Regions from separate parts of the Drosophila melanogaster genome. Here region 2 is linked to region 1. A link is a contact called in public HiChIP or PLAC-seq data. All regions are on one chromosome and are shown on one strand. The core of a region is the stretch at or near the end of the contact, and the rest is flanking DNA. Distances in the headings are between cores, read along the strand shown. Region 1 holds the start of CG1354. Region 2 holds the start of Hk (Hyperkinetic).

What was found. HiChIP or PLAC-seq counts read pairs in DNA pulled down with a chosen protein or histone mark.
Region 2: a contact with region 1 is called in an H3K27ac HiChIP or PLAC-seq map of the Kc167 cell line, with 6 times the contacts expected there. The contact joins the promoter of Hk here to the promoter of CG1354 in region 1. A contact is called at or near these places in 1 of 107 Hi-C or Micro-C datasets (embryonic mesoderm) and 1 of 6 datasets of contacts at active chromatin or transcription factors (the Kc167 cell line).

The regions. Positions count from the first base shown.
Region 1 is chrX:9,776,456-9,780,718 of dm6, reverse strand. CG1354 reads right to left here and starts at 1,977. Exons shown (of 6, transcript NM_167202.4): 1 at 1,910-1,977; 2 at 1,806-1,851; 3 at 1,477-1,667; 4 at 418-478; 5 at 1-208. The coding sequence starts at 1,657.
Region 2 is chrX:10,261,320-10,265,582 of dm6, reverse strand. It overlaps Hk (Hyperkinetic), which reads left to right and starts at 2,098. Exons shown (of 12, transcript NM_167222.3): 1 at 2,098-2,117. It overlaps CG12643, which reads left to right and starts at 320. Exons shown (of 1, transcript NM_144290.2): 1 at 320-1,350. The coding sequence starts at 509. The coding sequence ends at 742. It also overlaps asRNA:CR43959.

The DNA.
Region 1 (4,263 bases), core at 728-3,227:
CTCCTCGGAGATGATCTCCAGATCGCGCACCGGATCCACCTCGCCCTCCACGTGGGTCACATCCGGATCCTCGAAGGCGCGGCACAAGTGGAAAATGGCATCGCAGGCGCTGATGTGCGAGAGGAAGTCGTTGCCAAGTCCCTGACCCTCGGCGGCTCCCTTCACCAAGCCAGCAATGTCCACGACGTTCAAATAGGCAGGAACCACACTAGTTTTTTTTTTTTAAATACTTATTACTTTCGATTGTGCAGAACTTTTCTATTAAACTTAACAAGCAAATGGCAAGCAAATAACGAAAATAGCAAGTCCCGAAACTTGTTACGCGTTTTAAATGCGTTTCGTGATGCAGGTATATGTTTTTTTTTGTTACAAGCAATGGAAAACTAAAATGCAATGGATTTGTATGCTCCAACTCACCTGGCCGGCTTGTGGTACTCCACCAGGTAATCGAAACGCTCATCGGGCACCGGAACACGACGTGTGGGTAAGGCAAAAGCCATCGGCGGCAGCATCAGCAGGAGCAGATGAAAAGAAGAGGTAAGACGCATGTTAGTCGGGATGACTTGGCTGGACGCAGAAATGCAGAAATCCAAAAATACAAGAATATGAAAAAACAAAAACGATTGACTGACTGACTGGCTTGGTAGCCCGGCAGCATCGGCGGCCAATCATGGCAATTTTCTATAATTTTGCGCCATCCGCAAAGGGGCAGCGAAACCAAAATGAAGTCGCTCACAAATAAAAAGCGCAGGAAAATGAAACCGAAACGAACCGAAGGCGGGGGCAATTTGCATATTGGGAACTGGATCTGATAAAATTGCTAAGGCCGCGACACGCCCACAACGCGAAGGACAGTGAAGCATGGTTAGCTCAACTTTTAAAGGTGCCTTAAATGAATACAAATATGGTTTCTTAACTAATTTATAGAGTTAAGTGTGCGAAACTATCTGTTACTTCTGTAGTCCAAAAGGAATGGAAACATGAGAACACTCTGTATGAGATACATAGTAAGGATAATCTATAAGATCAAATGCTTATAGCTTGAAGTTTGCTAAAATTGAAGTTTTCGTGCTTTAACATTTGGAATTATCTACAATTGAAGACTATTTCTATGATAAAATGGTTAATAACCAGAAGGTATACTAGCCATAGCATAGTGTTTAGATCTAAGTTCCTGACACATTGAATCCCCCACTTAGCTGCGAATCTCAGAGATTTGTGTTACCTATCGAGGCTGCACTGTGGCTATTTTAGAAGGTCCAGTCGAGAGAGCAATTTGGAATTAGAAGCGGCGGCGGTTGCTCCTGGAGGCCATTGCTGCATCGCCGGCATAAAAATTATATTCCACGAGATGATTACAATGATCGAGGAAATTGCCACCGCCCGCAGGTTCGCCTGGTAATTGGCCAGATATATGTATGTAAAGATATATATATATATAAATATATATATATGTGTGTGTTGGGGAATACTTATTCTCATTCGGCTTGATGGTGCAGAAGGGGAAGTTCTCCGCGGGGGCGGCACTTTGGGTCAGAACGTTGAAAAAAGTGGACTTGCCCACGTTGGGAACGCCAACGATACCGATTCTCAGATTCGTTCCAATTCTGCCGATCAGCGGCTTGCGCTCCGGTTCGTCGTGCTTCTTGGGCGGCATCTTCGTTGATCTGCGGTGATATGGCAAGTCGTTAGTTACATATATCCGATTAATCAGGTATGTAAATACATATATGTATATGCATTTAGATGTCAACTATTTTTATATGCTGCCGGACATAACCTCACATTGCCGGCTGCTAGCTCACCTAGCTCACTAAACGCGTGGATGCTGTCCACTGAACTCAGCTCCAGCTGTGGATGGGAGTTAAGGTTAGTTATTGCCAAATGAACTTAAGCCCCTGTTATTTACAAATATTTACGAAAATTTAAGCGTCCGCTGTTTTTTGCGGCTGACGGCGTGGAAGGAAAGAGAGCGAGCGAGATGGGTATAGGCCGGTCAGCTGTTGACGCGCAGGGTTGCATGCCGACTAGCGCCCCCGGGCGGTTGAAATGGGCGTCGTAGCTTAGCACCGCAGGCGGTAGGGGGCGCCAGCGGGCAGGGCGCGTAATTTGAATTTAGCTCGAGGGCTATGTTATTATCGCACTGGAATTTCAGCATTTTTCAACAGGTTTGACGTCTTCTTACATTATAATTGTTGTGCGGGCATAAGTTTACTTGTGCTTTACTGGTTTGCTCAAAACGAATTGGTTAATAAGGTTATCCTATTTAAAACCTTTATATAATTATATTGCTTCCTAATTAACTCTATCAAATTAAGTGCCACAATATACGAAATATATTGCTGTTATAATATTGTACCCTATTTTATTGAGAACTATGCAATAACTGCCAAGGCTTGAAAGCAATGCGATCAATTTGATGGTTTAATTTTGTCTAGATATACAGGTCGTGTTCCTTCTTCCCAACGCCTTTAGTTTTGACCAGGTTTTCAGGTAAATGCGATCGAGTTAACTGTCAAGGTCGTCGGGCCGACGCACGTACACGCAATTTGGCGGTTTAGTGAAAAGCCCGCAATAATCAATAATTTCGCATAATTAGCGAACCGATCGGCGGATCGATTCCCTGCCTTTATGGCCAACTGAAACGCAATCCGCACGATGGGTAGAAAAACGAAAAGTCGTCAGGAGGAGAGACCAAGGGTGGTTGAGAATCAGGTTTGTTGATCTTTCGCGACTGTTTGGCAATCGATTTGGATCGTTGGTCGATGCGCTTTGATTGATTCCCTGGCCCGCGTTTATGGCCCTAATTAAAAGATCCGTTATGCGTGATCGGTCTACCTTTCAGTATTCGAATATCATGTGCGTGCTAGAAAACTTACTTATAATTTCACGCTGTCTTGCCTCCTCGACCAGTTTCTTTACTCAAGGCATCTCTTTGCGGTTGTCCGACCGTTTAAAAATCCATTTGCAACTGACCCTGGACAACTGTTTTTCGTTTTTTGTTTTCATTCTTTTTTTTTCCACTGGAGCATGTAATACCTTTGTAATGTTTGTCCACAAAACCGCAGGAGGTCCACGCCTGCTGACGATTGAAAGTTTTTCGATCGATTTGTGGTTGTGTATGCTCTTATAAACAACCTGCATTCTGATCCTTTACAAAAGTCGAATACTATCTTATTGGTTTTGTATGTTTATTGAAATATCAATGAAGCAACGATTTTAACAAAAATCAGCATTTAAGATTACTTACTTTCCTATATTAGATTACAAATAAACACAAGTGCATCAAGAATGAAATCTCGACCACATATAAAGAAAAAATATTTAACAATACGCAGCAAAGTTCCATTTTCACACATTTCCCAGAAATGTTTCATTATTAAATATATACAACTTTCGACACAATTCCAAGGACTCTGCGCTACGCCCAAAAGTTATTCAATTTCCAGCATGATTATTTAACGCTAAGCCGGCTTATTTTGCATATTATTTGTTGTTTGGGTTAATTAAGCTGACTTTTAATTGCCTTTTATTGCACTTAATTATTGGAGTCGGGTAGAAAATGGTGCCCGCATACGGTCGCTGGCAAAAGAACGCGAATGGGGCACGTAGCTGGGGCCTCATAAATTTGTATACATATGACTGACTAATTGCGGTTCCCGCGGAATTAGCCCAACGAGCCACCACGCATCTCGATTTCCACTCCCATTCGCACCCACATTACGCGCGGGGCGTGGCCACAAAAAAAAAAAGAAAAAAAAATGTGAAAGAAGGTGGCCAGGGCATTGGGGGCGTGGCCGCGGGGGCAGGTGGAAACGAACGCCATCAAACAGAAATGAACTGAATGCATATAAAACATCGGCAGCGTGTTTCAATGAGCCAAGCTCATTCGTTTCCAGCTTGTTGCTCCAATTAAAAAAGTGGTAACAGAAAGCAACACAAAAAAAAAAACAACTAGAAAAGTGGCAAAAACGAATACAACAACCAACAACAGCAAGCCATTCATATTTATAACCATTTGGCGGTTGGTTTTTTTATTGCCTTTAATTATAACGTGGTCCGTATTCAAATTGTTCTGGCTTGGAAAATTTTCAGAAGCAAACAAAAGACTTAGGAAACGAACTCGACTGATCTTTAAGCGGCATTTGGTAGGTGGAGGAGTTCAATTGGGTGGAAAGGTAAAAATATAACAATTTAATCTAGACAAGCCTGAAAAAAACATGTTTAAAAATATTTGGAACTAAAAGGTACATTTCATTGATA
Region 2 (4,263 bases), core at 849-3,348, 480 kb before region 1:
TAAATGTATTATTCTAAAAATAAAATGGATAGCGCCAGATGTTTTCGGAGTTGCGGTTAAAAATGCGACTTAAATTCTTGCTACTACCCGTGCTATAATAAATAGGTTAAAGTAATGAAAACATTTATATATCAACTAAACTTACAAAATTACAAATAGAATTTAATTGTTATCCATCATCCACTCGATACTGATATACTTTTCTATTGCAGGGTATTTGCTGGTCGCCTCACTCGTCTGAGAAGGTTCTACTCTTTGTGCTTGGCTTGTTTTTGTTTTTTGTTTTGGTCGTTGACGTTGCGGCGTCGCTTCTAGCAATCCGCACAGTTCGCATCGAGACTCCGAACAGAGCGGCAGTCGCTCCAGTTGCAGTTGCAGATAGAGATACAAATACAGATACAACTACAGATATAGATACAGACTTAAGCGGATCGAGGCTACATATACAAAATATAGCTTCTTTGGCCAACTATAAACCACAACCAGTGCAAGAAAAAGAAGTGCGAAAATGCCGTTCCCCATCCATCCGCCCAAGCAGATGCCCTGCCCCCACTGGCAGCACTTCCCCATCAGTCCCGTGGACAGTAAGCCGAATCCATTCGATTCCGTCGGCGGAGCGGCAGCAGCGGCCACCCAGGTCAACATAGGGGTTAACAAGCCACCGGAGCCGGTATCCTATCGCTATTGTTTGCAGTGCAAGAACTCCGGCAAGGAGCCAATAAACCCCGCCGACAGGGAGTAGCCCCAAAACCATGGAGGTGACCCATCAATCCACACAATCAGCCATCACCTGTAATCAGCCACTTCAATAGAGGACGCACTTGGAGAGCCAATTGAAACGGGAAATAATCATAAAAATCACCGAACACAGTTTTGAATTCAAGAGACAAACACATGTTTCCTTTATCAAACCATTTTTTCTGTGCTGCTACTCATATTTTTCTATTCAAAAGGATCTGAATTTAAAGGTTACACATAAAACGATATAATAATATTCAGTTGAATGTGAATAACCGGTCAGACATTATTTTAAAGTCATTTAAATGCACCATTGGTCTACTAAAAGCAGGCCAGAAAGTAACTATGTATAAGCAGGCATTTGATAATTTAATATCAGGTCCAAACGCAGCCCAATTTTTTTCTGTGTTGTTATTATTTAACCTAAACTAAGCACATGTTCCATTCATTTTTTTGTTGCCCATTTAAGCAGTGTTTTTTTCGATATAATTAAGCTAAGCATTTTGTACGTATTTAATTTGTATTTAGAGCTAAAGACTACAGTTTATACATTTTATGAATTTTTTTTATATATTTGTATAAGAGAAGAGCAAATAAACGCACGACGCATTTAAAAAACGAGTTCTACACAAATACACAAGCACTAACCAATATACATGTACCATATGCTCTGTGTTTTTGTTTTTTTTTTTTTTTTTGATTCCAAACTCAGACTTTGTTTGGTTCTGTTTCTACTTTATTCGGCAGTTGGGGTCTCTGTTTTTATGTTTATCAACATTGTTCAAGGTCACCGATTGAAGCGTGGAACGAAAAAAAAGGTGCGATAAGAGCGGCTTCAGATTTGAGTTTTTGATTTGGAAAATTCGGGAATAGTCGGATGATTTTTCTTTCGCCTGTTCCATAGACAAAGTTCAACAAACCGATTGAAATGAAGGCGAAGAGAGTGAAAAATACGGCGGATGAATAAAAGGGTGTGGGGGGAAATAATTGCATTCGTTCGCCGCTGCAAAATAATTGAACACAGTTCTCAGAGAGTTCGTTGATATGCATGCTAAGATGAGCATACACTAAAAAAAAACTTCTAATACATTTTGCGGACATAATTCATAAGAAATTTTTCAAAAGAACTGTAATTCTTGATGCAAAACAACAAATTTCAGGTAAATTTCGGATACAGCGATCATTAGAATTTGTCCCAAGAAACATAGTTTTGTTTGCCAATTATATGTGAGTTTTTTCTCTGTGTGGCCAATTGTTTATGTAAGGATGTGTGCACTCAGTACCGTACTATATTTAACCTTATCGCGTGAGTCGGCGAGTGCGTGTGCGAAAATACTGACATCCAAATAGTTCGTGATATTCGTCCTATTCGCTGATAGGTGATATTTGAGTTTCCAAATGACACGGTTTAGTATTCCATTTTCGGACTTTACAATTTCGGCCTTTTGCCCGAATTAACAATTTACGGTACAAATTTTCGGGGCTTATCTCCGCTGATACGGTCATTATCTAACTTTGAGTCTAGCCAACGTGCCCCCTAAAATAACGCACACAAATAAGAAGATATGGAAGTGCAGATAAACCTGAGAACAAACATACATAAACATAAAAATAGGAATGCAATCTGAAGTATTTATACCCTTTGCACTAATAATATTTATTTTGGCCTTATTTAAGGTTTCTTATCGATAAAAATTATATTGACTATTCCAAAAAGTGTATGATTTTCCGACAAACAAATGATCTGTGAACGCATGAAAAAAGGTGCATTCCATATGTAAAGATACTTTTTTAAATAATGGCAACACATATAAAAAATGATAATTGCACTTTGGTATTCTATTAATCGCTGATCGTGTCTTTTTCGTTTTTATTAGCATCCATAAAGCTTTCACGAACGATGGAGCTTCGAAAAGCTTATTTTTTTAATAAATTGCCTAGCGAAATATACCAATGCTGTTAAATACGCTGCAATTTCGCTATTTACGAAGTGTTTTTCATTAATTACCCAAAAAAGATAGGTTTCATCACAGTTCGATTTTTGATGGACATTTAATACATAACTTCGCTAAAAATAATCATAAAGATGAAAGAATAACAGTTTTGAGAAGCTTATTACCAAAGCTAAACATCCCCATCACTTTTTGACGGATTTTGGGAAATTAAATTTTGGGACAATTTTCACAATTTTTGTAAGGGGTAACATCATCAAAATTTGCAAAAAATGGCCAAAAAATAGAATTTCCATCTGTGAATACAGTTCGATTGGAAATTTAATTACGAGCTCAACGAGGTATGACATTTCATATTCAGACAATTATTTTTGAAGTTGTGGCTAAAAAACGGATTATTTGATGACCGAAATTCGGAAAAACGGATTTAGCCAAAAAGTTGATATTGACAAACGGAATTTTCGTCATAACTTGGCTAAAAATGCTCATATAGATGTAAGAATAACTGTTTTGAGCAGCTAATTACCAATGCTAACGAACCCTATCACTTTTTGGAGGATTTTGGAAAATTAATTTTTGGGTCAATTTTCGCATTTTTTGTAAGGGGTAACATCATCAAAATTTGCAAAAAATTGCCAAAAAATAGAATTTTCATTTGTAAATACAGTTCGATTGGAAATTTGATTACGAGCTCAACGAGGTATGACATTCCATAATCAGACAATTATTTTTAAAGTTGTGGCAAAAAAACTGATTATTTGATGACCGAAATTCGGAAAAACGGGTTTTGCCAAAAAGTTGATATTTACAATTGGAATTTTCGTCATAACTTGGCTAAAAATGCTCATATAGATGTAAGAATAACTGTTTTGAGCAGCTAATTACCCATACTAACGAACCCTATCACTTTCTGGAGGATTTAGGAAAATTAATTTTTGGGTAAATTTTCGCATTTTTTGTAAGGGGTAACATCATCAAAATTTGCAAAAAATTGCCAAAAAATAGAATTTTCATTTGTAAATACAGTTCGATTGGAAATTAAATTACCAGCTCAACGAGACATCACATTCCATATTTGAACTATTATTACTAGTTTTATGGCATAAAACTAATTGTGTTTGGACAGAAAATCGGAGAAAGTTATTTGGCTGCAATGGGATGTGTACAAAGGGCGTTTTCCATTAATTTTGGGAAAATAGGCAACACAGCTAAAATAATGACGGACTGATTTATAGAAATGTAAATTTTCAAGCTAGAAAGAGCTTTAATCCTTTCATTCGAACGGCCAGCACTGCCTGCGAAATGTGTCTCTGTGGGCAGAAGCTTTCTCTCTTGTTCTCTCTGGCGGCGGCATGCGCTCTCTGCAGATGTCCTGCGACGCTCCCCGTTAGCTTTTTAATCATGTGGGGCCGCTCTGGTCGGCTTGCACCTCCGGCGCAGCTTCCTGCTCCGCGTCCCTCGTCGCCATCGCACGCACTCGCATTTGGCGAAGGGAGCCGACGCAACAGCAGCAGCAGCAGCAGAAGCCGCAGCAGAGGAGCCGCAGCAGTCGCAAACGCGCAAGCAGCAGCCA